Regions from separate parts of the Mus musculus genome. Here all the other regions are linked to region 1. Evidence: chromatin contacts called from public promoter capture Hi-C data. All regions are on one chromosome and are shown on one strand. Each heading gives the region's core, a stretch centred on a gene start, on an enhancer-like site or on the middle of the called end of the contact. The rest is flanking DNA. Distances are from core to core; before and after follow the strand shown. Region 1 holds the start of Btf3l4 (basic transcription factor 3-like 4). Region 2 holds the start of Zyg11a (zyg-11 family member A, cell cycle regulator). Region 3 overlaps Scp2 (sterol carrier protein 2, liver). Region 4 holds the start of Rnf11 (ring finger protein 11). Region 5 holds the start of Scp2 (sterol carrier protein 2, liver). Region 6 holds the start of Cpt2 (carnitine palmitoyltransferase 2). Region 7 holds the start of Zyg11b (zyg-ll family member B, cell cycle regulator).

The links. Promoter capture Hi-C pulls out the DNA fragments that hold promoters and counts their contacts. Capture Hi-C pulls out chosen DNA fragments and counts their contacts.
Region 2: a promoter capture Hi-C map of liver shows a contact between it and region 1, with 3 times the contacts expected there. The contact joins the promoter of Zyg11a here to the promoter of Btf3l4 in region 1. A contact is called at or near these places in 7 of 39 promoter capture datasets (3T3-L1-derived adipocytes, embryonic stem cells, hippocampal neurons and 3 more).
Region 3: a promoter capture Hi-C map of pre-B cells shows a contact between it and region 1, with 3 times the contacts expected there. The contact joins the enhancer-like site here to the promoter of Btf3l4 in region 1. A contact is called at or near these places in 4 of 39 promoter capture datasets (the C10 cell line, liver, neutrophils and 1 more) and 1 of 115 datasets of contacts at active chromatin or transcription factors (embryonic stem cells).
Region 4: a promoter capture Hi-C map of pre-B cells shows a contact between it and region 1, with 3 times the contacts expected there. The contact joins the promoter of Rnf11 here to the promoter of Btf3l4 in region 1. A contact is called at or near these places in 3 of 39 promoter capture datasets (3T3-L1-derived adipocytes, erythroid cells and pre-B cells), 3 of 484 Hi-C or Micro-C datasets (CD4 T cells, embryonic stem cells and neutrophils), 1 of 115 datasets of contacts at active chromatin or transcription factors (bone marrow-derived macrophages) and 3 of 9 other capture datasets (adipose tissue, liver and macrophages).
Region 5: a contact with region 1 is called in a promoter capture Hi-C map of pancreatic islet. The contact joins the promoter of Scp2 here to the promoter of Btf3l4 in region 1. A contact is called at or near these places in 1 of 39 promoter capture datasets (pre-B cells) and 3 of 9 other capture datasets (adipose tissue, liver and pancreatic islet).
Region 6: a contact with region 1 is called in a promoter capture Hi-C map of liver, with 4 times the contacts expected there. The contact joins the promoter of Cpt2 here to the promoter of Btf3l4 in region 1. A contact is called at or near these places in 3 of 39 promoter capture datasets (erythroid cells, neutrophils and pre-B cells), 1 of 115 datasets of contacts at active chromatin or transcription factors (bone marrow-derived macrophages) and 3 of 9 other capture datasets (adipose tissue, liver and pancreatic islet).
Region 7: a promoter capture Hi-C map of liver shows a contact between it and region 1, with 2.7 times the contacts expected there. The contact joins the promoter of Zyg11b here to the promoter of Btf3l4 in region 1. A contact is called at or near these places in 9 of 39 promoter capture datasets (the C10 cell line, cranial neural crest, hippocampal neurons and 6 more), 2 of 115 datasets of contacts at active chromatin or transcription factors (bone marrow-derived macrophages and pro-B cells) and 3 of 9 other capture datasets (adipose tissue, liver and pancreatic islet).

The regions. Positions count from the first base shown.
Region 1 is chr4:108,831,568-108,835,424 of GRCm38.p6, reverse strand. It overlaps Btf3l4 (basic transcription factor 3-like 4), which reads left to right and starts at 1,785. Exons shown (of 6, transcript NM_027453.3): 1 at 1,785-1,917. It overlaps Txndc12 (thioredoxin domain containing 12 (endoplasmic reticulum)), which reads right to left and starts at 747. Exons shown (of 7, transcript NM_025334.3): 1 at 569-747. The coding sequence starts at 659.
Region 2 is chr4:108,215,590-108,219,713 of GRCm38.p6, reverse strand. Zyg11a (zyg-11 family member A, cell cycle regulator) reads left to right here and starts at 1,671. Exons shown (of 14, transcript NM_001167936.3): 1 at 1,671-1,881. The coding sequence starts at 1,792.
Region 3 is chr4:108,069,621-108,073,717 of GRCm38.p6, reverse strand. Scp2 (sterol carrier protein 2, liver) reads left to right here. Exons shown (of 16, transcript NM_011327.4): 12 at 2,308-2,461. Among named protein-coding and RNA genes, the nearest start is that of Mir6397, 16 kb to the left of the region's middle. Within about 2 kb of position 2,272, at least 364 of the 459 cell types and tissues checked have an H3K27ac peak or open chromatin away from gene starts, as enhancers often do. A contact at or near this core is called in liver, neutrophils and pre-B cells, where this site is marked.
Region 4 is chr4:109,473,992-109,478,168 of GRCm38.p6, reverse strand. It overlaps Rnf11 (ring finger protein 11), which reads left to right and starts at 1,664. Exons shown (of 3, transcript NM_013876.3): 1 at 1,664-2,059. The coding sequence starts at 1,937.
Region 5 is chr4:108,116,332-108,120,436 of GRCm38.p6, reverse strand. Scp2 (sterol carrier protein 2, liver) reads left to right here and starts at 1,890. Exons shown (of 16, transcript NM_011327.4): 1 at 1,890-2,058. The coding sequence starts at 1,990.
Region 6 is chr4:107,921,351-107,925,350 of GRCm38.p6, reverse strand. It overlaps Cpt2 (carnitine palmitoyltransferase 2), which reads left to right and starts at 1,762. Exons shown (of 5, transcript NM_009949.2): 1 at 1,762-2,036. The coding sequence starts at 1,885.
Region 7 is chr4:108,299,119-108,302,791 of GRCm38.p6, reverse strand. Zyg11b (zyg-ll family member B, cell cycle regulator) reads left to right here and starts at 1,702. Exons shown (of 14, transcript NM_001033634.3): 1 at 1,702-1,901. The coding sequence starts at 1,872.

The DNA of each region.
Region 1 (3,857 bases), core at 536-3,035:
ATCGCTCTAAAGAAATCAGTTTCTTCCAACACACTAGCTGAGCCACACCAAAACCAACTGTTGGTGACCTAGCAAAAGGTCTACCTTTCATTTGCTCTTTTTTCTGCATCTCTTGGGGGAATAGGGAACCGGGTCTTGGGGGTACGGGGGAACGTGGTGAGGAATCTTCAGACTCAAGCGACCACTACAGGTCACCAGCGACCCTTTTTCTTCTGGCGGAAAGGTGACGGTTCCTGAGGGCTTCCCAAGCGACCTATTTCTTCTGGCGGGAAGGTGACGGTTCCTGGAGGCGTCCCAAGCGCCTAACATGACACATGAATGGACTCTTAAACAACCTAGTCCTAATTTAAGGGCCATATCTTCTCAATCCCAAGAATTAAGAGCGCCCTCAAGTACAACTTCCTTCTCTTAAACCCTCTCCCGGACCTGGTACTCCTGACCCCGAGAAATCCACAAAAGCAGTTGGGGAAGATAAAAAGGAATCTAAAGTGGCCTAAGATACAGTGAGAAAATAAAGTGTTAAGAAGGCCCGGGGTCCGTAAAGATTACGGTAAGAATGAGGTCTGACCCTTTCCAAGCCCAGTGCGTCCGTCTGAAGAAGTGATGAGGAGCAGGAAACTGAAGCTCAGCAAACAGGTGGCCCCGAAACGAAGCGACATCTCCACGGTGGTAGTTGCACAGAGCCACCGGATTGAGGGAACAGGATTTCCAGCAGAAGCTCCGCTCTGCCCCCTTATCGCCGTTCAGCCCAACCCCTCGGATTCCCAGATTTTTTTTTTTTTTTTTTTTTCCTAGCCAAACACTGAAGGAAGTGATGTTAGACGGATGTGGGCGGTGCCTCGAGGGTCCGCTTTGGAATGGAGTAAGTTTAAAGGTGCAGATCACGTAGAAGGATGTGGGAGTACATCTCGAGTTTGCTTTCCCTAAGTCCTTGATATCCAGGCTTAAAGAAACAGCCGGATGAGGTGGCCCGAATTGGTGAGGGCTGGGGAAAGGTTCAGGAAAACCGTTGTTAATTACGTCTGACCTCTAGCCTAGCCCCTCCCTCCAATGGACCACTACACTAAATATTCAAAATGCAAATTATTATCTTTGAGATCAGCCTATCACAACAGAGGGCTTGGAATTTCCCGCCCCCTCGCACAAGTTAAAAATACTGGACAACAGCATTTCATTGTTAGATTTCTGTTTGGGATTCCAAAGAGACTCGGTAAGCCCGTTTCGCTGTGCACGCGTCTGTGTCTTGCAGGCAAGCACTTTGGAGAAGCGCTGGACCCTTCCCCCCACCCCCACTCGCATTCGCAGGACTTCCACTCAGGCATGATGCAACCAACTGACATAAGGTCCAAGAAAACCATGCTTGGGGCCTTTTATTGCACAACTGAAGAGGTAGTCCGAGGGAACTGGGACATAAGTCATCTCAAGCACGTAAAGTGTAAAGCTTCTTTCCGTTAAGTCTGTTGCTTTTTGTATTGGGTCGAGTTACTACCTAACAAGTCAACTGCCGACTTTCCCTCCTGATGAGAGTCCATTAGAGCTCAATGCTTAGTGAAGGACATCCAAGGTGTACAACCCGAACTAGACCCCACACCACCCTTCTGTTAAATCCAAGACAAAAGGTAAGCGCAGACACAATGGGACGCCAAGGGGACCGCCGCCTCCTCCAGGAAGCAGCCCGGCCGCCAATCAGAATAGTGAGGTGCGCGAGGCATGCTGGGCTTTGTAGTCGGGAGGCAGGCGCGCAGTTGCCGTACCCACCCCCACCCCGCCTCCCTCCCGCGGTCGAGGCGGGGCCGTGCGTCACGTGGGCCTCTCCCGCCGCCGCCGCCGCTGCCGCCGCGGTCTTTCTCTGTCTCAGCTGAGGCAGCCATCTTGCTCTTGCCGCGTGCTGGTGTTGGAGGACCCTCCCCGCTGCAGGTGAGACCCCCGGCGGGCCCGCCACCCCACGGCCTCCGGCCGCTGCGCACGGTCTCCCCCCGCCCTCCCCTCTCGACACCCGCCGTCCGCTCCGGCTGCCACTTCCGCCGTGGCGCGGCGAGTGGGGGCGGAGGCGGCCGGCCGGGCCTGTCGGTTACGGGCGGCGCAGCTGGGGGTCGGCACCTGAGGGAAGGTCCCCAGCACCACCGCCCGCTGTGGAGGAGCCGGGCCCGGGCTCTGGCCGCTCAGGTCCAGACCCAGGAGGGTAGAACCCTCCTCGTCCATCACTCATTATTCACAACAACAGTGTCAGACGCTTTGAGCAGCAGATCTGTTGTCATCTCTTTTGCTCCTCCCAAACTGAGGTTAGCACCCGGCCACCAAGCTCTTGGGGCCGAACTAGGTTGCAGCGCTCTTCACTTTGTAATAGAAGTGCTTGTTTACAAGTCTCTCTTAATTTTGAGACAGTTACCTATCCTTATAACCTCTTCACACTGCCTGATGATTGATCGCCAGGCACAGTGTTACACAGCTGGTGAATGGCGGTTTCAACTTCCGTTCCCACGTTCTTTCATTATACCTAATTAGTGGCCCTCTGGAAGAATGGTAACAATAGTTACCAACTACTGAGTGTCTTACCTGAACTTGATAATCTATGCTTTAGCCTTCAACTCAGTAAAGTATGCGATGGTATACTTTTTTTAATGCGGGAGAAACAAACACAAGTACAAAGAACCTAAATACCTTTCCAAAGCCCTAAGTGGTAAAACCTCACATAAAAAGTCAGGGCTGAAAATTCAAATTATTTTTATCTTTGTAAACATGATTAAAGTACTTGGATGCTTATAATTTGGGCATCCAATAAATATTGATTCATCTCTGTATACTCTTTTTGGAAGTCCTTGAGAAAAGTGCAGAAAGGATTCGTGGATATTCACTCAGTGATCATGTGGCCCTTGAAAGTCATTTCTCCCTTTGGGACACAGAGAGGAACTTTCCAGGCCTTCCAGGCAGCTAACAATTTTGTTTATAATTTATGCCCTGCTGCACTAACAGGTATCTGAGATGACCTCACACTTGAAACAAGAATGACAGGTACATTAAAGATATTAAGTAGGGATTAAACCAGGTGACCTTTTAGGTCTCAGGCTGAGTCTAAATGTCTTTTTCTATTAGAATCCTACACAGCCCAACTTGCTGTTGGACAAAAGGCCATATTTCTCCTTCCCCTGCTGCTTTAAGCTTCTAGATGCCCTAAAATTATGTCTTTTCCATAAAATACTCCTTAGGAATAAGATTTCTTAATTATACTGACCACCTGAAATGGAATTATTCTTTCATTTACACCATAAGAAAGAGTTAATTTGGGCTTTGCTTTTGCTTCAAATAAGTCTGGACTTTTTGTCTTATCTTTCCAACTGCCAACTCTTTTCTTTAGGAATGTTACCTAAAATGCAAATAGTCACAAAGGGCTAGTCCTGTGCTTAGTTTTAATATTCTCTCCTGACCTCCTTTTTGCAAGAAATTCCTTAAGTGCTGTGTTATTTCACTATAAGTTCATGGCTGTAGCTCTTTTGTGGATGTTTGAATGCAAGGTTGAGGTTTCTATCAGCACATTTCAGTCTGCTGCACAGCTAAGATTGGCACACACCTAAAAGACTGTTTGGATTCTACACACAACTCCCATGCAAAAGCTTTTACCTGCTTGACCATTGTGATACAATGTTGAACAAAGTGAGAAGCCATAGGTTCTAATTTTTATTTGTGAAATGGATTCAGCCTTACAGCTGCGATATATACAGGTCAGTTCTTTAAGTTCAGCTTCAGTACAGAATGGTTAGTAATTTACACGATCTTTTGAGTCTTCTTTTTTTCTTCTTTCAAATGTAAAGAACAGGATCCTTATCATCTGAATGATGCAATTACAAAGTTAGAATTAG
Region 2 (4,124 bases), core at 422-2,921, 620 kb after region 1:
CACACACCAGCAGTAACAAAACCCTGCCACAAACAAAAGACATAACATACACATATATAACTGTAAAATAAACTTTAAGAACAGAAATCCAGACAGTCTTTCAAATGCGATATATTTAGGTTTTGGGCCAGCACTCCTGACTCTTGTGTCTCCCAAATTCTGAGATTGCAGACGTTCACCACCGCCATGCCAACTTAAATCACAAATTTGAATAATGAGTCTTTGATTTATTTTGGCCCTACCCAGTCCAGAACTCACAGAGTTCAATCTGCCTCTGCCTCCCTCGAGTGCTGGGATCAAAGGCCCATGCTTTCCCAGGTAAAATCCCTTCATCCTGGCTCTTACTTCTAACCTTCAGTTTCCGCAATGGCTTGTTCTCATTCCTAAAATTCTGTTCTTGCAGTGTGCGGAGTGAGTGGTCTAACAGCCACGCCCCCACATGGCTAGCAGCCACGCCCCCGCATCGCTAGCTTTGTAGTTACTTTCAAGGACAGCTGTATACAACTCACCTTGCACCTTGGGAGGTGGAAGTGGAAGAATCAGTTCAAGGTCATCTTCAGCTATAATGCAAATTCCAGGCTGGTGAACAAGAAAACAGACCGCTGAGGGAAGCGTAGCCTGGTCCTTTGTTCTTGAAAACTAATTTTAACATTTGAATTCCTTCATCTAGCACGAGCCTGGGAAGTGCCTGAGTACAAACCTTATCTTTAGCAATCCTGGTTTCTGCCTGTGTGCTCTCACCTGATCTTACATGTAGTTGATAAAAATTAGGCTTCAGATACCCCCAGCAATCCAAGAGATTGGGCTCTCTGTCTCTGCCTTTCACCTGTCTGTCTAGGTCTCTTAACAGCATTGGCCTGGATCCGAGCAATAGTTGTATGTTAAATAAGATGGTCTTAAAGTAATGGGGGCTGAGGTTAGTTTCAAACTAGTTTTCAGAAGAAAACCTTCAACCTTTGATCCTGTTTCCACTTCCCTGTGCTCTTATAAAAATAGGTGCTGTGTTTTGTTTTTGAAATTTTATTGTGTGTGCGTGTCGTGTGTGTAAGCAGACGTTAACACTGCACTCTGTCCCCTTCCAACCAGGTTAGCAGCCTCTAGAAATATTTTGTACCGTTAATCCTCATCAAGGAGTCAAAACGTGACTGGTATCTGGGGCAAAGCCTTTGAAAATGCTTTTTAATTTGTTTAAAGCACTTAAAAATCTGGCACGTGGTAGAGCCCTGGCCTACAATGCGCTCTAGATTCCTTATCTAACTCAAAAAAAAAAAAAAAAAAAAAAATCAAGCCCTGGTGGGTGGCTACTTCTTTAATACCAGTACTTTGGAGGCAGAGGCCGGTGGACGTCTATGAACTTGGAGTTCTAGGACCAGCCAGGGCTACACAGAGAAACCTTATTTCAAAACCAAAACCAACCAAACAAAAAACAAACAAACAAAAAAACACCCCCCCCCCACAAAATACCCCCCCATAAAAAGAAGAAACAAAATAAAAATGTACAATGAGGAACGCTGTGCGTGCTATGCGAACGCCCTCGGCAGCGTGGGTCTCAGGGCGCTCGGCCTCCGAGGAGTGAATAGGAGTTGGGTGGCTGAGGCTGGAGAGCGAGGACCATTGGGCGTGCGGCGGGGGCGGGGTCGCGGCGGACCTGTGCGCGGCGTGGGGCGGCCATTCAAACGCCGGCCGACCTTCCTGAGCTCTCCTCCCGTGCCGGGCGACCTTCCTGCGCTCTCCTCCGGGGCGCCGGGGCGCGACGTCGGCGGCCGGGCTCGCGTGGGCGGCGTCGGCGTCATGGTCCATTTCTTGCATCCGTTGCTGTGGCCGCGGGCCCTCGTCCTGCCCGACGCCCAGCAGGACGCGCAGGGCCACTGCTTGGTGCAGGTGAGTGTGGCCGCCGTCCGGGCTCCGGGGCGTCCGCCCGTCGTGCAGCGCGGCCCGCGGGCGGGCGGGCTGGTGCGGGGCGGCCTCCTCCGGGCGGGCGGGCGGGCGGCGAGTTGGGCGTGACGGTTCCCTGGAAGTCGCCGGCAGGCCGGCCCGGGCTCCGGGCTCCAGGCTCCGTGGACGCCGCGTCCAGCCCTCGCGGGGTTCCTGTTCGCTGCGCTGCTGAGGAAGGCGCCCGAGTTCGAACCCCAGCCATACTGAGCCCCCCGCTGCGCGCAGGCGCCACCCCCTCAGGCTAGCCCCGCTCCTCTCCTCAGACCTCCAGCCCGCCCGGTCTCCTCAGCCCGCTCCCTTCAGATGGCCTCACCTCAGCAAGCACAGACCCGCCCCTCTCCTCAGGGCCCCGAGCCGCCTCCTCTTAGCGCCCCACGCAGCGGCTCCCCTAAGTCGCCCACCCACCTGCCCCAGGAACCGAGTGCGGAAGGCGGCGAGCCCGAGGGTGACTGGGTCTACACTAGAACTTAGTGATCTTGGATGCTCAGTACCTGGCGGGGGTGGGGTGGGGGACAGCGAAAAATACACCGGTGACAGGCAGATGTGGGTGCTGGGAACAGAGTTTCGGCCTCTAGAAGAACCCTGTGCCCTCTTTTAACCTCTGAGCCATCTCCTTAGCCCCTATTTTAATTTTATTCTGGAAATAAAATTCCACCCAAGATCAGGCTGGTCTGGAACTCACTAAGTAACTCAGGCTGGCCTTGCATTCTCAACAATACTGGGGTTACAATTACAAGCAAGTGACAGGGGACCCAGCTTCTTTCTGCTTGTCCCTGCTTACAAGACAAGCGTCTTACCAAGTGAGCTACTCCTCGGGCCTTGCAGGTTTTAACTCATATGCCTATGTATTTTTTGGGAGTTAATAAAGTTAGTTCTTTGTATATCTCCATATTTATAAAAGGAGACAACATTTGCTGAGCCATGGTGGGACACGTCTTTAATCCCAGCACTCAGGAGTTAGTTTGAGGCCAACCTAGTCTACAGAGTGAGTTCCAGGAAGCCAAAGCTACACAGAGAAACTGTCCAAAGTGGAAAAAAAGAAGTGGGGGGGGGGGGGGGACAGCATTCCCAGAACTATAACAGATTTTGCTTTGGTAATATCTATCAAGAAATGTATTCTCTACTTCATTCGGTTTATCAAATTTATTGGAATTTGAAATCTTCATGGAGTTTTTTTTTCTTTTTCGAGACAGGGTTTCTCTGTGTAGCCCTGGCTGTCTTGAAACTCATTCTGTAGACCAAGCTGACCTTGAACTCAGAAATCCACCTGCCTCTGCCTCCCAAGTGCTGGGATTAAAAGTGTGTGCCACCACCACCCAGCCTTAAATTATCTTTTTAGTGTATATATGGTATCTGTAATTTTTCTGGTTATTATCTTCCAACATATACAACTTTTTTTTAAAGATGTCTTTATTATATGTAAGTACACTGTAGCTAGCTGTCTTCAGACACATGAGAAGAGGGCATCAGATCTCATTATGGATGGTTGTGAGCCACCATGTGGTTGCTGGGATTTGAGCTCAGGACTTTCTCGGAAGAGCAGTCGGCGCTCTTAACCACTGAGCCATCTCTCCAGCCCCCGATATACACCTTTTTTATTTTAATAGTTGTGGGTAATATCTTTATAATTCCCCTTATTTTGCTTACATGATGTGTAATTTTTTTAATTGTTTTTGACTTCTATGCTCTCGACTGGCCTCTAGCTCTTTATGTAGCTGAGGGTGACCTTGACTCCTGATCATCCCGTCTCTAAGTCACAAGTGGTAGGATTATAGGTTTGGACCTGTAATTTTTTTTGTGGATTCTTTGTAATGTGTGTGCCTTGCACACATTTATGGAGGTCAGATGACCATTTGGAGTCTGTTCTGTTCTGCCATATGTATTGAACTCAGTGTTTCAGCTTAGAAGTGAGCCAAAACGCAAATTCTATTGCTCTGATATACATCTGTGTGTGTGTGTGTGTGCGCGTGCTTGCGCGCTCGCTTACTGAGAATTTAAGATATAAGGCTCAAATATTCTCTCTCTTGGTTCACTCAATTTTTAAATTTTTACTTACTTTTATTTTAAGTGCATTAATGTTTTACCTGCATGTGTGTGTGCATGGGGTTGTCTGATTCCCTGGAACATGAGTTACAGACAGTTGTGAGCTGCCTTATGGGTGCTGGGAATTAAACCTGAGTCCTCTGGAA
Region 3 (4,097 bases), core at 1,023-3,522, 760 kb after region 1:
TGGCTTCACTGCCCACTGGAAATTAATCACTTTGACTGTTAAATCTTTAGCTAAAAAAATTGACATCTTCTGTATTGGAGTTTCTAAGGTAACTTAGTGGTAAAACTCTGTGGTTTATTTCTGTAAAGACAGATGGTATTGTATAGATGATTGTGTTTCTTCTTTATCTTATCGTGTCTTATTGATTAGTGGACTATTTTAAGTTCTTGCAGTTTTACAATAGAGAAGTTATAATTAACAATCTACTTATTAGTTAACTTTATTGTATTTCTACTTAAGATTCAAAATTTCAGCGGGGCTTGGTGATGCACATCTTTAATTCCAGCAGTCAGGAGACAGAGGCTGAAGGATCTCTGTGAGTCAGTTGAAGCCAGCCTAGTCTACAGAGTGAGTTCCACAACAGCCAGGGCTGTTTCCAAAAACCAACAATAAACGACACCAATGAAACACTCAAGATTTCATAAGCTTATAATGCAGTAGAAAATAGAAGAGCTAGATGTTGTGTTGGGGGAGGAGGAAGGAAGGCAGTGTGTCAGGGTACGGGTGCTGTTGCTTTACGGTAGGATACTGTGCTTGACTTGTTTAGGATATAGAAGGCCCTGGGTACCAAAGTCTTCCAGAAAAAAGATAAATGAGGGTTGGGCCAGGCGGACAGACTGAGCACACCAGCTAGCTGCAGTGTGTGCACTGCCTTGCTGCTGTGTTCTTCTTTTGTTTCTTCTTTGGTTCATTTATTATCATTTAAGAAATGATATAAAATAAATTTATATCATTTATTCATTTCTCTCTTCTATGGAACCATTTCTCTATGAAAGTCTGTCACAGATGCTCAGGGGTGTGATGGAAGCATCTTCCATTTGCCAGAGTCTGCCCTCCAGGGTTGTCACACCCTCATATTTAATTTAAGTCTTTTGCAAGATTTATTTTAATTTCACTTATGTATTTATTTTATTCATTTGTTTGTTTATTCAAGACAGGGCTTCTCTGTGTAGCCCTGGCTGTTCTGGAACTCACTCTGTAGATCAAGATGGCCTCAAACATAGATTTGCCTGCCTCTGCCTCCTGAGTGCTGGGGTTAAAAGCATGTCTCCCCCCAACCCCACCTTGGTTTATTTTTAATTATGTGTGAGTGTGTATATTTACCATCAAGATATAAAGGTCAGCTGGGCACTGGTAGTGCATGCTTTTAATCTGAGCACTTTGGGGAGGCAGGCAGATCTCTGTGAGTTCTAGGCCAGCCTGGTCTACAGAACTAGTTCCAGGACAGACAAGGCTACACAGAGGGGTAGAGGTGGGAGGGACTACATGTCTTTATTGAACCTTTAGAGATATCTTGCTGTGTAGAGATATCATTTCTGTGGCTCATAGGCACCACAGGTGATTAGGTCTGTTGATCCTGGCCCTCCTCCCACTTCCAGCTTGCATAGCATAGCACCTTCTGGTACTATGAAAGCTAGGCCCCAGGAGGCTTTTGGATTAGTTCCAGCTCGACTTCTCGAGTCCTGTGTTCAAGTGTGTGTGCTATCTTTCGCAATAGACACTTACCTTTGACTTCTGGGATGAAATCAAGCTTGATCTCCCTGGACCAAACAATTCATGCATGGCACAGGGCTTTTTATTAGATAGTCTGTGGCTCCTGGAACGGGCACTATTACCCCAAGTGGTATGGCATCACTTAAACAAAGTGTATATACATATGTATGTATGCAAATACACTTATATGTATTACATGTATTTTAAGTAAATATAAAATAAGAATTCCTTATGACTACTTCAAATATTTTTAGTGTTGTAGATCATTCCCTACGCCCACCTCATTTTCCCACTTCATATCACAAGCATCTTGAGTTCAATTTGATCTCATTGCTTTTTCAAAATGTCCCATCTCAAAATTTTCTTTCACTTTTTATTTTATTTTATTTATTTATTTATTTGAGACAGAATCTTGCTGTGGCATTGGCTGTCCTGGAACTCAAACTGTAGACCAGGCTGGCCTTGAACTCTCAAGAGATCCGCCTGCCTGTCTTCTGAGTGCAGGGTTTAAAAGTGTGCACCACTAGACACTGTGTTTTCCATTTCAACACACCCGGAAAAAAATGGGTTGAAAATGCAAGTGTTGATTTCCTGAACTCGAGTCTTTCTTAAATGCTAATTCTCTTAGCGTGGGAACTAGCTGTGAATCTTGGGCTTTAAGCTCTGCAGGCGTGCGTGGCTTTGGCGGGAAGTCCCAACTAGCGGCTCGCTGGCGCGGGTGGGCGGAGTCTGCGCTCTAACGCGGCCCGGGACGCTCTGTGCTCGACTCGCCAGGTCTGGCTCAGTGCGCGGAGCTCTGCTGGCAGCTGAGAGGCGAAGCCGGAAAGAGGCAGGTTCCCGGGGCAAAGGTGGCTCTGCAGCACAATCTAGGCCTCGGAGGAGCTGTGGTTGTCACCCTCTACAGGATGGGTTTTCCCGAAGCTGCCAGGTAAGTGACATTCTAAGTTCTGTCACTTTTGTCCTCATGCTTTACAATAAGTGACGCTTGCATATTAAAAAAAACAAACAACAACAACAACAACAAAAACCAAACCCCAACCACATATTAAGCATTTAAGGGAAAGTATGACATAACTTCGTTAACGTGGTTTTAAAAGTTAAGACTTAGTTTTTAAGCCGAGACAACCTTAGGAAAATTTGTTCAGAAAGAGGCAGCGAAGCCAGGAGTGCTGGCCCACAAGCCTGCGGAATGTAGACTAGTCACCTTTTGCTTGCCTTTCTCACAGTTGGCTTTCTCCTTGGCTTCTGGCTGCTGTCAGAGAAAGCCACCAACTACATGTGCCATTGGAACCTGGAAAATGTGTTTCTGAATCAAGCCCTCGTTGCTGTTGGAATTCCAGGGGCTTGCTTGCTTCCTGTCTTTGCAGTCTCTGCCTCTGTCGTTACCTCTTGTCCCAGCCTTCTGGGATTCCTGTTTTCCTTGCAGCCTCTCCGGGTTCTCTTCCTCCTTTTCCAAGGCCCAGCGTTCCTCTGTGTGCGTGGTTTCCAACCACCTGTACTAGCTACTATGTATACCCTCTTGAATCTTCCTAGCATTCCCTCCACTGGCTCCTTGCCCCTGTTATCTTACACCAGAGAATCTTTCTTAGTCCACAAAATCTTTTTTTCCTCTTGCTTTAATTATTCTCTTTCATGATGAGCCTTTCGCAGTGAACCACCTCAGGGTCTGTTTGGAGGTCTGGTGTGTTCTGAGTTGATTATCCTTGGCTAGCTATGTCTTTCCTCCTTTAACCACCCTGTAACTTTTTAACACGAATGTGCTCCTTTTCTCTTGAAATTCCTGGTGATTACTTAATCGTTTTCTTATACAGTTTGTCCTACAAAGGATAGGGGCCACTATCTACTATATAGTCTTTAACTTTTACAAACTTCGGGATGGTTTTTCCTCTCTCTGGTCTCACTCTTCTTTTTCTGCCCAGAATTTTGTTTTTGTTTCAAACATTAAGATAACATCTTAAACTTAAGAGTTTCTTCTTTCAAATACCCATGCTCTTTTGCAGTCCTTAGAGGGCTCATCTTGTTTCTTCCTCAATCTGATTCATCAGTTCTATGCTGATGACCCTGGAACACCATGCAGTTCACACTTGAGATGAAACCCCTTAGGGGAAAAATAATCAAGCTATGAAAAGCCAACACAGTCAGTATAATTGTCATAGATATTTCGTTTTCTTTAGAGTAAAATTAGGAAGTTTGTCCACAGCCTTTTTTTTTTTTTTTAAGCAGTCTCACACCTTAGACCAGACCAGGCTAGCTTTGTATTAGAGGCAGTGAGTTTCTTGCTTCACCATTTTAGTATGTGCCTGCAAGTTCTCACATGTAAAAGGTGCAATGTATAATTTCCACCATAGGTGAGGTCCACAATGATTCTATGACCCGCTTCCCTAGTCCTTTGGTTCTTTTTCTCTCTGCTGAGACAGGGTCTCACTATGTAACACTGTCCTGGAACTCTGTGTGAACCAGGCTGGCCTCAAACTCATGAATCCACCTGCGTCTGCCTCCCAAGTCCTGGGATTAAAAGCATTCGCCCAGCCAGCTCTTTATTTCTTTGTGTAGGTTTCCAGCAG
Region 4 (4,177 bases), core at 415-2,914, 640 kb before region 1:
TTAAAGGGAAAATGTTTGGGATTTACTCATTAAACACAGTAGTATCTATCAAAAATCCCTTCTGACCCTCACCCAAACGAAATAAACAGAGTTTTCTACAAACATCAGGGGAGGGGACCCTCTAAGACTTTGTTTGTTGTTGCAGGTAAACCCAGGATCTTTCAAGAAAAAAGTCAGGTTTTATGAATCAGTCGCTCTAACATAGGGCCTGTAAATAACAATAAATCAGTCAATGGTGAATAAAACTGGAGATCAAAGTCAACTTCTTGCCTTCTTGATTAAAAAAAAATGGCTGTGGAGAACACTCTCTTCTTGTTCTTCCCTTTGCATATGCTGTTTGAGCATTTGTTCATTCAGCCAAGGAAAGACTCTACTACCTTAGGCAACATGCCAGGCCTTACACAGGGAAGGGACAGAGAACTCAGCTTGATCAACCTGACAGAAAGGCCCTGACTGGGAACTCTGAGTAGGTGACTAACCCAGACTGGAGAAGCAGAAAAAGATTTTCAAGGGAAATGAAATGGAGTCCACGAAGGACTGGTGAGGATAATGATTAGCCCAGCGAGAGGTAAGAGGTCAGGAATACTGTCTGTCTGTGGAAATCTCAGCCAGCGAGAACAGTCTTTGAGAGGACTAGAAGCACTTTGGCCATTTTGGGATTTAGAATTTATAAAAGAGGGGCAGTATTTTGAATGAGATTAGAGATTTCTTCTTTCCGTTTTTTTTTTTTTTCCCGTTTCGTTTTGTTTTGTTTTTCGAGACAGGGTTTCTATGTGTATCCCTGGCTGTCCTGGAACTCACTCTGTAGACCAGGCTAGCCTCGAACTCAGAAATCTGCCTGCCTCTGCCTCCCAAGTGCTGGGATTAAAGGTGTGCGCCACTACTGCTCGGCAAGAGATTTCTTAAGATTATTCTGTGGGTAGTATTGGGAAGGCATATATATATATATGCCTTCCCAATACATATATATATATCCTCAATCATTCAAAGGGTATGGAGGTAGGGGACAATGATGAACACAGAGAGACTGAGAATCAACGGCAAATGTTAGTTTGAGAGGCTTGAATTAGGGAGGTGGGATTGGGAAGAAATGGGCAATCCGATAATCTCATGGCTGTGATGTTGGGAGGGTAGGGCGTGTTCATCACATGAGTTTGGACTTTATTCTTAAAGGATAAAGGAGAAGGAAGCTAAACACCTCAGCTATCTGCCTGGTCCATTCAGATCCGTGCTTACAGACATCAACCCGGCAGACAGCGTGAACAGTCTGAGGACACCGCGCAGGTAAGGTAAGGTAAGTCCGCAAGCTGGCTGCAGCCGGGACATACAGGGGGCGCCGGAGGCAGATGGTCGGGAGACCAACAGCCACACAGCCTGGACCTTAAACTCAGAGCCCAGCCACGCAGTCCAGGAGTCGGACGCGCGCGCCCGGGGCGGGGCCGGAGCACGCACGGCGGCATGACGTAGGCCTGGCCAGCCTCGTTCTGGCCACCGCCGCCGCGCCGAGGCGGAGTAGGATGAGGCCCCGGGCCGCGGCTCCAGCGTCGGCAGGGGCAACAGCAGCTGAGGCAGCAGCTGAGGCAACCGAGACGGCCGCGCCCCCCCCTCCTGACCTGGATTAGGCCCAGCAGCCCGTGGCCGCCGCCGCCCCGCGGGGGGCGGGGTGGGGAAGCGCTCAGTCTTCCCGCCCCCGCCCCCCTCAGGTTCCAGACGCGACCCCGGCGCAGCCCGCGGCCTAGCCTCGCGCCCCCTGTCCCGGGGGCTGGCATGAGCGGCCCCTCGGTGGCGCCGGGGCGCGGGGGAGCCGCCGCCTGAGCCCCGGGCCTGCCGCCTTGGACCCCGCGGCGCCGAGCGAGCTCACCGCCGAGCGTGCGAGAGACCGGGTCACAGCTTTCTTCCTCCCGCAGATCTCAAGCATACACCCCAGCCCCGGAAGATGGGGAACTGCCTCAAATCCCCGACTTCGGATGACATCTCCCTGCTTCACGAGTCTCAGTCCGACCGGGCTAGCTTTGGCGAGGGGACGGAGCCAGATCAGGAGCCGCCGCCGCCATATCAGGTAGGGAGGGTGTGTGTCGGCGTGCGAGAGGAGGCGGCTCGGGCCCTCTGCCCTTGGCCTCCACGGCCTAGACCGGGGGTGGGTGGGGGGGGGGTGGCGTTGACCCCTTCAGGGCTGGCCTTGAGGGTGTCTGCTGCCCGGTTCCCAAATGGAAAAGGGTCCTTCTGGGCATCCCCTTGGGCACGGGTTGAGGACGGTCTTCTGTCCTTGAGTTCAGGAATCGAGTGTGTGATCTTATCCCCTTCGGTGCCTAGTAGTTTAGCTTGTGGAGTTGAGGATGACATGGTTTTCCTGCCTTTATGTCTGAGTTGTGTGATTTCCTCATCAGACTGCCAAGAGGATTACGGGTTTTGCGTAGCTTGTCACCCCCTCCCCCCTTATATTTGTGTTTTCGTTTATGATCCTCCCCACTCTTTTGTTAATTGGCTCTGGTAGAATGTCTTTTTTACCATCTACTTGGGAGGTAGAATTCCAAGTGGCGATTTTGGCCTCAGCTTCATAAAGAGTTACTTGTTTATATATACATATGTGGTAATTTTAAGCTCCACCCCTGTGACACATCTTTTAAATAAGTTGGCTTAATTAAAATTTGATTATCTTGAACTTGAGAGACCTTTCAACCTGACTTGGGAAATGCCATCTGTTACTTAAAGTCCTCTTTATCAAAGACTCCTGAATGGGTCTTTCTAAATGATACATTGAGTAAACTTCTCAGGTGGGCTTTAATACAGTTCTTTAATATTTTCCTGAAGAGAGTTTAGTTTTCTAACTGTGCAGTCTCCTTTGATTTTATGTGGTGACATCATTATCTAGTGTAGTGTTTTCTCAATCCTGTGTAAACCAGTTTCTCATCACGTGGCAAAAAATTGATCATATGAGCTGATTTTCTGACCCCCTCATGTTAGTCAAGTCCCATCTTTACGATAGCCTGGCAAAAGCCTCTATTTTAACCAAACCAGGCTGTTGATAGTTTTGTCTTTGCTCCAGGTGATCTTTATGCTAAGAGCCCTTCCCCCAAGGTTGCCCAGGTGAACATTTAATCCTCTTTAAGGACTCAGCTCAAGTATCTAAAGTACTGACATTACCCACCCTTCTTCCCCGAATTCCTGGATACGTCCCCCATGTACCTTCTACACTTACAAGCAGTACCAGACCTAAAATAATTTAGTGCAGTATCTTTGTTTAGGTAGTTGTGTGTCTCACCCTTGACATATGTGTTCTCCTCCCCTTGTACAAGCTGAATTTGGGACAGTTTCCAGGTGCTTTTATACTCTAGCATCTGACTCATAGTAGATACTCAATAACTGAGATAAATGAAGAATAGAAGCTTTGTCGTCAATATTTCATGCAATTTCTGTCCTATAAAAATTAAGTATTGGCTATATTTATGTGGCCCATTTCTCCCAACATATTTAAATTGCTTCAGGAGCAATACCTAATACTAAATGGAATATGAATATTATCCATAATCAGTAACAGGAATTAAACTGAGAACCCTATGCATTCTAGCAAAACACCACTATAGAACTATAACTCTGCTGTTTAAAAAAAAAAAAAAAAAAAAAACTTATTGTTAGACAGTGACTCAGGAAGTTGACCAGACAGACAAACATTCTGTCCTCCTGCCTCAGCCTCCAGAGTTGGGCCCATTTTTCAGGCTATCTTAACTGTTTTCCTCTCCACTGGATAGCTCCTCTAGAATGAATTTATGTAGGTGACATGAGCAAACTTCTCCCCCAAATCTATGTTCCTTAGCCTCTTTCTAGGAAAATTGGATATCTGACTTGCTGCTTTCTGTTATTCTTACCGTAATTTTAGAGTTATGGGAACTATATTTTTGTCCTTTCCAAAAGGACTAGATCATAATGATGGCTTTTGGTATTTTACCAGTACTTTTTTGGAATGTTATTTTTGACAATGGAAATTGTATTGTGGTTGCCTTTTCCTGAAATGAATGACCCAAATACTGATATGCAAAATTACTATGAATTGCAAGAAAATAGTTACTTTAAAATATGAGACCATAAAAAGAAATATTTAGCTTTGCATGGTGGCTCATATCTGTCATCTTAGTACTTGGAAGGCTGAGTCAGGAGGATTGCTGACATTTGGAGGTCA
Region 5 (4,105 bases), core at 641-3,140, 720 kb after region 1:
TGTCCACAGATGAAAGGATGGCTTTGGGAAACATACCGTTCATCATCTCACATGTTGATTGTAGAGTTACAAACAAAGGTGAGTAGGCTAGCCCACAAATACAGACTCTTCAAATAACAATCGGCAGGTTAAAAGAACTTCCAATCAGTTAAGTTGAAGGATAAATCTGATTTTTTTTTTTTTTTTGGAGACAGGGGCTTTCTACATAGCTTTGTCTGTCCTGGAACTGGCTGTGTAGACCAGGCTGACCTTAAACTCATAGATAGCCAGCCACCTGCCTCTGCTTTCCCAAGTGTTAGGATCTGCTTGCTTTCCCAAGTGTTGCTCTGCCACATAAGAAATAATTCACACATAAGATAGGCATTATTCATAATCAAAAGAGGCTCAGGGAGCTCAGCTTTCGAACATGGACAATATTTACAGCTAGAACAATGGAAGGACAGTAAAGAAATAGTAACAGACGAGCAGTCGCTTTACCAGACATGGTCTGACCGATCGGATTATGCTTGACTGGCTGTTACAAAAAAATATGCATAGTTGCTGGGCAGTAATGGCCCAAGTCTTTAATCCCAGCTCTTGGGAGGCAGAGACAGGCGGATTTCTGTATGTGAGGCCAGCCTGGTCTACAGAGCAAGTTAGCCCCCCCCATGCACATTATAACTTCTTCTTCTTCTTCTTCTTTTTTTTTTTTTTTTTTTTTGAGACAGGGTCTCACTTTGCAGATGATTCCAGGCTGGACTTGAATTTGTTTTGAGGCATGTCCACCAGAGAACAGCACACAGACAGTCTGTTTTTTTTTTTTTTTTTAAGATTTATTTATTATTATACATAAGTGCACTGTAGCTGTCTTCAGACACACCAGAAGAGGGCGTCAGATCTCAACTCAGGACCTTCAGAAGAGCAGTGTTCTTACCCGCTGAGCCATCTCGCCAGCTCAGACACAGAAACTCTTTTTTTTTTTCTTTTAAAGGGGATAGTAATAGAGACACAGACACTCTTTTTTTTTTTTTTTTTTTTTTAAGTTTAGGGGATAGTAATATATACCTTTTTTTCCTATTTATTTATTTATTTATTTATTTATGACTGTAGCTGTCTTCAGACACCCCAGAAGAGGGCATCAGATCGCATTTCGGATGGTTGTGAACCACCACGTGGTTGCTGGGATTTGAACTCAGTACCTTTAAGAACAGTCAGTGCTCTTAACCGCTGAGCCATCTTTCCAGCCCGACACAGACACTCTTAAGGCTGAGAACAAACTTCGTATTGATGGCTCCTGGCTACAGAGGATACTTGTCCAATCATGGAAACCCACATTCTGGTTGGCACACTTCAATTAGCAAGAAACAGAACTACGGAAGCCAAAACGTAAGGTTACCACATTTAGAGACTTTCCTGTTTCCTGGAACTATGGACCAGGTCTTTGATGGATTTTGGTCTTTGTACCATTTTTGGCAGAGATCTGCCTGCCTCTTCCTCTCGTGTGGAGATATTAAAGGTGTGAACCACTAAGCCCTGATCTGACTTAATTTTTAAAAAACATCTTATCCGCACATAGAATTCTGACTTTATTAGTGTACATCGTGCTTTTTGCTCATATACTGCGTGTTGTAACTACTCTCACACATACAGAACGTCTCTAACACTCTAGAGAATCCCCACAGGATTCTGAGTTTCCTCTGAGGCCAGAGCTTCCATTTTAGGCCTTCCCTCTCTCACTGTAAAAAGAGGAAGCACAGAAACCGAGGCCTCCTTGAGAAACTTTGCCTGAGTCTAACACAGTAGGTCAAAAGAACCCATAAAGGACTTGGCTCTAGGATCGCCACGCATGCGTACATCCTCTACCCTGCCTCCTCCGGTCGGTTCCCGTAACTCGGCCCCGCCCCTGACGCTGCGGCCCCGCCCCCGACGCCTGGGGTTGGGATAATCGGACCCGACCCGGCTTTGGTTCTGCAAAGCCTCAGTCTGTAGGAGACCTTCGCTGCTGGAGCCATGCCTTCTGTCGCTTTGAAATCTCCGCGCCTGCGCCGGGTGTTCGTGGTCGGCGTTGGCATGACCAAGGTAAACAGAGTTGTGAGCAGCGAGAGATCTGCCTCTGTTATTCCCCGCAGTCCGAGGCGACAGGGAAGCGCGGCAAGGGGACGGTCACAGTCTGCGCTGCTGTCCCTCTGACCTTTCCCTCCAGAGAGGCGACCTGAGGGTGTATGATGCTGTCACTAGGGTCTCAGTATCTTGGGCTTGTTCTCTCAGTCATTTTTTTTTTTTTTAAAGATTTATTTATTTATTATATGTAAGTACATGTAAGTAAGTACATTGTAGCTGTCCTCAGATACTCCAGAAGAGGGCATCAGATTTCGTTACGGATGGTTGTGAGCCACCATGTGGTTGCTGGGATTTGAACTCCGGACCTTCGGAAAAGCAGTCGGTGCTCTTAACCACTGAGCCATCTCGCCAGCCCCTCTCAGTCATTTTTTTATTCGCCTTCCTGTTTGCTTATTCTAGCTTTTTAGTCTGTGAAGGAGCCCCCAACACAGCACAAATCTCACACTTCCTTAGATTCTAAATCCCGAGTAGGCCGGCCGGGTGGTTCACATCTCTAGTATGAGCTTTAGGAGATGCAGCCAGGAGAACTGCTGCGAGTCTGAATCATATCAAGACCTTGTTTCACAAAACAAAGCAAACCAAACCGACAAACAAAACAAAACAAACAAACATGTGGTTGCTGGGATTTGAACCCAGGACTTTCAGAAGAGCAGTCAGTTCTCTTACCCGTTGAGCCATCTCGCCAGCCCTATCTTGTCTTTCTTACCTCTAGAGCCTTGAGCTTAGCTCTAATTTACTTTGATGCACTGGGATTCTTTGTTCAGATGACTATATTCTCCTAATGTATTGCTACAGGGTGGGTACCACAATTATTTACTGCTGTATCACTCACAGTGATAAATCACTCGTGCCTAATGACAGTGAATGTTAGATGATTGATATTAAATGGATTTACTGGTGAAAGAGTTACTGTGAAGAATCTTTTTGTACTGTAAAAAAAAAAAACAAAACCCAAATTTTACATTATCTTAGTAACAGGTGAAAACAAATAATTTATTCAAAACATGTAAATAGAAAAGTTGACTAATATGTTCTAAAACTTAAAGGGCATCCCACTGTTTCTCAGAGGGGGAGCTTCTCATATAGTAAGTAGGTGGGCAGTAAAACTTTCCAGAATATTCTCTAGATTTTTTTTTAAAAAAGTATCTTATATGGCCCTGGCTGGCTTTAAACTTCTGATTCAGTCTCTCAAACTGCCCCCCCCCCTCTGAACCTGCAAGTGTCCCTGATCCCCATGCCCTGCTAGTATGTTGTTCCATTTTAAAGTGTCTTCCCATGATTGCTTAATGTCTGTTTATATGGGCTGTATAGAAAAAGCATAGTTTCTGAAAAAAAAAAAAAGATATGTTTAATTTTTTTCTAGTTGGGAGGTGGAGGTGAAGGGGATATTAATATTCCTTAGGGAAGAGAAAAAGGAATTAAAGATGGTTTCATCATTTAAGCATATATGCAGTACATGTGCTATGTGTTATATGTGAGGGTGACCGTGACAAAAATGAATAAAAGCAAGATTGGGCAGGGGACATGACTCACTCGGTAGACTGCTTGCCAAACATGCATGAAGCCCTGGGTTCTATCCCTAGTCTGCATACACCAGGCATGGTGATGTCCACCCATTGTTCCAGCATTCAGAGGGTAGAGACAGGAGAATCAGAAGTTCAAAGCTGTCCTCAAGTTTACATAGCAAGTTCAGAGCCAGCCTAGCTTTTGTAAGACCTTACTTTAACCAAAGAGCAAGGGTCAGCAAAGATGGCCAGTGTGTGAAAGGCTTGACAGTCAGAGTTTGGCCCCTTGCCCTCACTTAGTATGAGTGTGCCCCCTACACATATACACACATACTTACACACTAACAAACTGAAGATATTTATTTTATAAATATAGTATTTGTATCATATATAATATAATTTTTATAAATAAAAAATATATATTTATTTATTTATTATATTTTTTGAGACAGGGTTTCACTGTGTAGCCTGGGCTGTCTTGGAACTCACTCTGTAAACCC
Region 6 (4,000 bases), core at 513-3,012, 910 kb after region 1:
TTTGAATTTGGGCCAGATAGGTCTGTTCTCAAGGGAGGAAAATTAGAAGTTTGGTATTTTTAAAATTTTGTTTTAAAATTGCCATTTTATTATGTTGTGTGTGGAGGTCAGAGGACATCCTTCACAAGTCTGTTCTCCTTTTCCACCATTGTGTCTCAGGGACTTAACTCAGATCATCATCAGTGCCAAGGACCTTACTCCCTGAGCCATCCCACCCGTCAACATCGAATCAATTCTCAGGCCTCCACCTTCCCAGTGCTGGGATTACAGGCATGCACCACCATATTTGGTTGGTTTATGTGATACTAGGGATCAAACCTAGGGTTTCATGCATGCTAGGCAAACACCCTGCCCACTGAGTTACATCCCTGGTTCCCACTAGCTTTGAATTCTGTGCTTAGCTCTTCAGTCAATGAAGAAAAGTTCTTCAGTATGGAGCTGGTAAGTGAGTTTCCTGTTTAACTGCTGGTCATCTAAATAAGGACAGAGCCCGAGAAACAAACTCAGGTCCCCTGAACTCCAAATCCAGTGCCCTTTGGGATGTGTTCCAGCTCATGGCTCTGCCTACCTACTTATGGAACAGACAAAATGTACTTGGCTGCTTCAGATCTACAGGGTCCTGACAGACAGCTGGAGCTAAAGGAAGGTTGTGTTTCCAGAATGGAATTCTGTTGTGCTTCAAGTGAGAATAATTCACTATGTAAAATAAGTGGTAGCAGAACCTATTACTTCTTTAGCTACAGATGAGGCAGAGACCAGAGGGGTATGGTATATGTTGCTTGCCTGTGGTGGTTTAGCGATGGATGGGGATGTTCACGTTCAAGAATCTTTGAATTCCTGAAAAGTTTGGGACTTCAGGACCCATGTGTGCTGACAGGTAGCCTCCTACGGTGGACTGAGGCTAAAAGACACCCAGAACTAGAGGACAAGGGTTTCCTCTTGGTAGGGAACCTGTTTTGTTTTTTTCCTTTGAAATATTCAATCTGAAAAAGGATGCTCATTTCTGGTTCCTGTACATTCTTTTTCCTTCCTTCCTCTTGTTTTGATTAAGACACAGTCCCGTGTAGCCCAGGATGGCTTCCAACTCGCTATGTAGCTGAATATAGGCTAGAATTCTTGACACTCTGCCTCTGCCTCTCCTTCAGATTACAGGCATGCACCCCCAATTTCCAGTTATACATTTTTAATAATATTTTTATTAGATATTTTCTTTACATTTCAAATGCTATCCCGAAAGTTCCCTATCCCCCCCCCACCCCACCCCACCCCCACCCCCCCCCGCCCCGCGAAGCCACACACTTCAAAGACTTCAGGCTTGGGGAATGCTACACGGACCTAGTATGAGTAAAGTATTCTGCCTAACAAATTATATTGGTGAAATAAGTATGACTATTGTTCAGTAAATCTAGAACTGTGGAGGCGTTTGTTGATCTTGTTCTCTACTTAGAAGACAAAGGTTTGAAATGTTCTTGGTCTCTAGAGACCAAGCCTTGACAAGGATAGGTCTGCCAAATGCCAAGTTTCAGCGTTTCTTTTTTCTCTACTTTTGATTTCTATCCAGTTCTGTGAAAGGAAAAGAGGTTAGCTTCAGAGTTACATGCCTGCCACCTTCGGGCAAGAAGCTGGGCTTACTATAGTTTAGAGACCGCTTCCGGCCCAGGTGGGCGTGGCCGCCTCTTGGGCGTGGCCACGATGTGGGCGGGCTCTGGGAGAGGCCAAGTGTGGGCGGGGCCACCGCCTATCGGTGCCCGGAAGTGCCCCTGTGGGCGGAGTTGAACTGGACGTTAAGTCTCTACGGGTGTCCCGGGCCTGAGGGCAGCGGCCTGCTTGCTCGGGAACTCCCTCAGCCACCGCGTCCTCAAGCCGCCATTGCCGCCCGGGACGATGATGCCGCGCCTGCTGTTGCGTGACTGGCCCCGGTGCCCCTCGCTTGTCCTGGGAGCCCCTAGTCGGCCCTTAAGTGCTGTCTCGGGGCCCGCCGAGTATCTGCAGCACAGCATCGTACCCACCATGCACTACCAGGACAGCCTGCCCAGGTGAGCCCAGCCTCCTGGCCCCGGCCCAGACCCGACTCCTGGTGCTTAGGACTTGCCCTGAACCTCCGGCCCTGGAGGCAGTCACATTCCCCAGCTTGGAAAGCCTGAGACTTTGAAAATTCCCTGGCTCAGAAGATTCAGAAACTTTAAAGTCTCCTCCGCAACCCTCCCGTCTACAAGTTCATCTTGAATCCTACAAACTCCTGCCCGCTCCATTAATCTTTCAGACAGCTATCCTGAGCCCTACACACTTAATGCCTGAAAATCACCCGAATCCTTTCTACTAGGGTGGTCAATTCCTTGTTTTGTTTTGAGGGTTTGTGTGCCCTAGAACTAGCTCTGTAGACCAGGATGGCCTATTAGAGATCCTCTTGCTTCTGCCTGTAGAGTGCTGAGATTAAAGATATAGGGCACCCCCATTGAGGGAGGATAGCCAGTTCCTAACATGGGTCTCCCTCGGGTCAGTGTCCCCTATTCACCTTTACCTGTTGCTGAGAACACCCAGCCCACTCCTCTTCCAGTACCTGTTCTGGTAGTGTCCCATCGTTGCTGCAAGCACATCTTTATCCTCATTTTAGCATTCTCCATCTTCTGCTCCATCTTCTAAGGTCAGCCTTAACCTAGAACTTTTTCATACCCACCAAACCTTCCTCAGCACTCTTTCGGGTGGTCCCCAACACCTCACCCACACTACCTGACCTATTCAAACAGCCCTAATAAGTGTTCCTCCATGTCCGTCACCCCCTGTCCCCAATACCCAGTACTTCCTTAAATCTGGAGTCTAGTTTTCTCGTTGATCTCTCAGCTTTGTTCTAGGTTGCCAGAATAGAAATTACCTTCACTCTAAGCCAAACCTAAATTGTCTTTGCATTCATTGTTTATTTCCCAAACCAAGCTCCAAACCTGTTTCAAATCCCCCTCACTGTCCTGGCCCAGCTGCCAGTGATCCTTCCTGCTCCATCCGGGAAAAGACACACATTGTACCATGGTATTGTTCCCTGCTGTGGGGTTTGTTTTCCTCCGTGTCCAGCAGTTATTTAACCCAGTGTCATCTGCCCACCGTGCCTTCTCAGCAAGAACCCAGTGTGCTTATGTGTGAGACCAGCTACAGTGAGGTTATCTGAATTCAGCAGGACGGAGGGGGAAAGAGAAAGGGACTTTGCTATTGCAGGATGAGGGTGTGACCTGGCTTCTCCAGACAGCCTGTGTGAGCTGCATTAATATGTAGGGGAAAGGTGAGGGCTTGGGAAAGAGAGTTTTCATTTGCTGAGTCAGATGGGCACTGACTTTCAGGCAGGCCTGTGCCTTACCCAGGTTTAAGATCAGGTGGACTGTCGGTAGTTTAGAATTGGAAAACTGTAAGAATATTCAACATAGTTTAGTCTTGTCCACAGCACAAACGTCTGTAAGATCCTGGAAGTATAAATAATATTGCTTGTCAGGTGTAGTGGCAGGTTCCTGGAATTATAAATACTATCACTAGTCAAGGGTAGTAGTGCATACCTTTAATCTTAGCATTCAGAAGGTGGAGGCTGGCTGTGAGTTCAAGGCCTGCCTCATCTATATTGTGAGTTCCAGGATAGCCAGAGCTACATTTTAGAACCTGTCTTGGGAAAAAAGCCAACGAGCCCCTTTCCTCCAAAAACAAAACCAACAAACAAAAAACAAACCAATCCACCCTACTACTGTATGCTCTCATGGAGCAGCCGACGTTCCTGGTGCTTCATCGTGAAGTGGGAGTTAGATGAGAGACTTTCTGTGTCAGCAATTCCGAGCTAGTAAAATATACTCTCTCTCGATGTCACACTTGGCAAGGAGCCCTAACCTTGAGGTCAGGCAGAACTTCGTTTCTGATGTGTATTTGCCATTAGGGCTGCAGTTTTGCAGTTAAAGAGCCACAGTCCTCAATGAGGTGAATGGCAACACAGCTCTTTGGACTGACTATTAGGAGGCCCTTGGGATAA
Region 7 (3,673 bases), core at 453-2,952, 530 kb after region 1:
TTAAGGAACAAGGTTTGCACAACAAACGCTGGTAAATGAGAGAATTAGTACAGAATTTAGCATCACAATACACAGCCTCCCACCAAACAACCATCACTAGAGTAATCAAATCCACAGAGATTAAAAATCAGGACTATGCTAGCTTTGGGTGTGTCTCAGTAGTAGAGAGCTTGCATAGCGTGTGTGAGGTCATCAACTTAATACCCAGCACTGCTGCAACCTCCAACAAAAGGTAGCACAGTACTTGCCAAGGGACAGTGAGAAAGAATATAGGGATAGACATTCAGTTTTGCAAGAGCGGCAGAGTCTGAACAACTGAGGATGTTGCCCAAGAGGAGAACACTTGCACAGCATGTGCAAAGCCTTGTAGTTAATTCCCACTACCACAAACACGATGGAAACAATCAAGTGGCAGCCTTCTGGAGTGCCTGTTTGGCGATGGCTTCACCAGTACTTAATCCTGCCTGACCTGTATACTTGATAGTGATTAAAATGGAAGATGGTCCAGTGGCAAGAGGCTAGGGGGTTAGGTCTCCAGAAGTGTGCGCTCTGGAGAAACAGTGACACACTTCCTCTAACAAGGCTACTCTTCCTAGTATCACCAACCACCATGGGCCAGGCATTCAAACACAGGAGTCTATGGGGGCCATACCTATTCAAACCACCACAGCAGAGAAATGGAGAGTTGAAGCATACCTGGACTACATAGTGAAGGCTAGCCTGGGCTACAGAAAGGAAAAAGTATACAAGTGGAGTTATAGGTAGTCTGGAAGTCACTGTCAGTGATGGAAACTTATATAGATGTTCTGTTTTGTCCATTTACTTTGTCAGTGATTTGAAGGCAAAAATGATTAGTTAAATGAGCATGAAGAAGGAAATATCGGAGGCCTGAGAAGAGGGACTTGAAGTAGCTACCTAGAGGGTGGAAAAATATAGCATAGCTAAACACCATTTACATAAGATCAAAAGAAGGCAGCCAAGAGATGGCTCATCGGTTAAGAGCACTGACCCCTCTTCCTGAGTTCAAATCCCAGCAACCACATGGTGGCTCACAACCATCTGTAATGAGATCTGATGCCCTATTCTGTGCTGTCTGAAGACAGCTACAGTGTACTTGGATATAATAATAAATAAATCTTTAAAAAGAAAAAAGAAAAGCAGGTTAAAGAGGGAAAGCTCCATAGTCAAAATTGAGATTGTGGGGCCCGAGGATGTGACGCAGTAGCAGGCAGAATACTTGCCTAACATATGCTATGTGGAGGGACTCTTTCTCACAAAACAAAACGAAAACAACAGCAAAACAACATCATGTAACAGAATGCTAAAATCACTAAGAACGTTGACAACAAAAATTAATGACTAAAAAAAAAAATTAATGACTATGAATCAGAAGTTAAGTTTTGAAGAATGAGGGTAAGCGCTGCAGTCTTCTGGAGGTAAGATTTAAAGCTCTTCCAAACGGAAAGACTACAGCCTCGTCAGAGGGCGTTGGCCCCTTTAAGGGCTGGCGTTTGAGAATGGAGTCTACGCCGGGACGGGGCGGGGTCTTCAGGGGGCGGGACCACTTTGGGGCGGGGCGAGACATGCAAGGGAGAGAGGGGCGGGACTTCTAAGGGGCAGGGCGCGGTAGGCTCAGGGAGAGGGGCGGGACCTCGTGCGGGGGGGCGGGGCGCAGCAGGCGCGGCGAGCGAGGCGGAGTCTGTGTTTCGGTCAGGTTGCGGCAGCGGCTGCTGTAGTTCAGAAGAGCGAGGCCGAGGCCTGGGCCCAGCCCGGAGCCGCTGCCTGACCCGAGCCTCCTGGAGCCCCCGAGCCGGCTGATCTTAGCGGCGGGCTCGGGCTCCGCCTGCCACCGCACGCAGGACCGAGGCTGCATGCCGGAGGACCAGGCCCACGCAGCCATGGTGAGCTAGCGCGGCCTGCCCCCCACCCCCCGCAGGGTGGCCCGAGGACGCCGGGCAGCCGTCTCACCCTTCTTCCTGCACCCTCCCTCTGTCTCCTCCGGCTCGCGTTCCCCATCCACCAGTAGGAGCAAACCTCTTTGGGAGACATCCCTTAATCCCCCTTCTTTCCGGTGACACCCTTTTGTCCCCCGGTGACAGCCTCCTTCGCATTCTCCTCGTCCCCCCTTCCCTGTCTTTAACCCTCCCCTTTCTCCTCAACCATTTTAACCTTTCTCCTCTATGGTCGTTAGTCACCCCCACCCCCCACTTTTCCTTCCCACACTTTGCTTCCTTTCCCTCCTCGACCCTCTTCACCATTTTATCTCCGGCGCCCCCTCTTCCCCTTGGTCCTCGACCATCCGCATTTCCTCTGCCCCTTGTCGGATGTCCTCCGTCGCCGGCTCACACATCTGTCCCCATTTCCTTGTGCAGGTTTCAGAGGGCTAAGCAGGAGCAATTGGAAGGCAATTGCTACCCGGGAGCTGTTGGGCGGGTACATACAGATTAGTAACCTTTCTTTCTCCGTTCTGTTTTGGAGTGGGGAAGTGAGGGGAGATTGGCGGTATGGAAGAATAGTCTGGAAGCTTTACTACTTAGTGTCATTGCAAAAACCTGAGTGGGGTGTGTTACAGAGTACATCCTGTAGCCTTATGTGATTATCAGGCCTTTTGACAGAAATAGCCAAAAAGGGTTGTTACATTTTTATTTTGAATGTGTTTTCATGTGGAGTTACCGTTAGGGAAATTAAAAATCTTTTGTAATTTGCAGGCTTGACAGTTGTTGCTCAGAGCACATGATTTGTTTTTGTTAGGAGGCAGAGACCAAGGGCATTTGAGGTCTGAATATCAGCCTGGCAGTCAGATTGTGACAGTCTTTCGAATACCTTCCTCCGAAAGGTTGTATTTGTCCTGTCCTTTCTGTCCTTTCTTGGAGAAACCCTTTCTTTGCAAATTTTCCTCTGCTTCAAAATGGCTGTGACTACAGTCCCATTTTTAAGTGTTATCCGCGTTTTGCTGTGTATATATTGAAAGCATTGTTCTATCCTATACAAAATAAATGTTGATCTCTGGGAGGAAATAATACATTCTAGTCAAAAAGACTTGTTGATAATCATAAGTTCCTAGGTTGTATTTCCCTCCATCTGACTTTTAGGAAGGTAACCTACCGTCTGGTGTTTAACCGGGAAACACTCCCTCGCTCCCTGACTCTGCTGATCCTCCATTGTCTTTTCCCAGTGACTGCCTCTCACTTGTTCCACTGTTACTGTGTGCTGTTCTGTTCCTTCCCAAGGAGAGTCAGAGTCTGGAAACAACTGGGCCTTACTTAATTCCCTGAGTTCCCAGTGCCCAGGTCAGGTAGACTCTTGAATGGTTTGATTTATGATCTCATTTCCCCACCTGTCAAGTGCAGTCTTCCACTGAAATTTGAGGCACCTTGCAGACTACTCAGGGTGAGTTGAAGCGTCTTTTGGTGCAAAAAGGAGTAGAATAAGATGTAGTGATGATTCTTTTCAGACTAGAGAGCCATCCTGCTGGAGAAGGTACCAGGCTGTTAGACTTTTGGAAATGCAGGCCTTTCCACGGAGACTGAATGAGTTATTCAAAGGATGGGGAGTCAAAGGCGTGATTTGAGCTGGGCCTAAAAGATGAATAGAATTTATGTGGCTCATTTGGGAAAGAAGAAGAAAACTTCACTTTAAGTGTGACTGGGAAGAGATTTAAGATCGGCTGTGA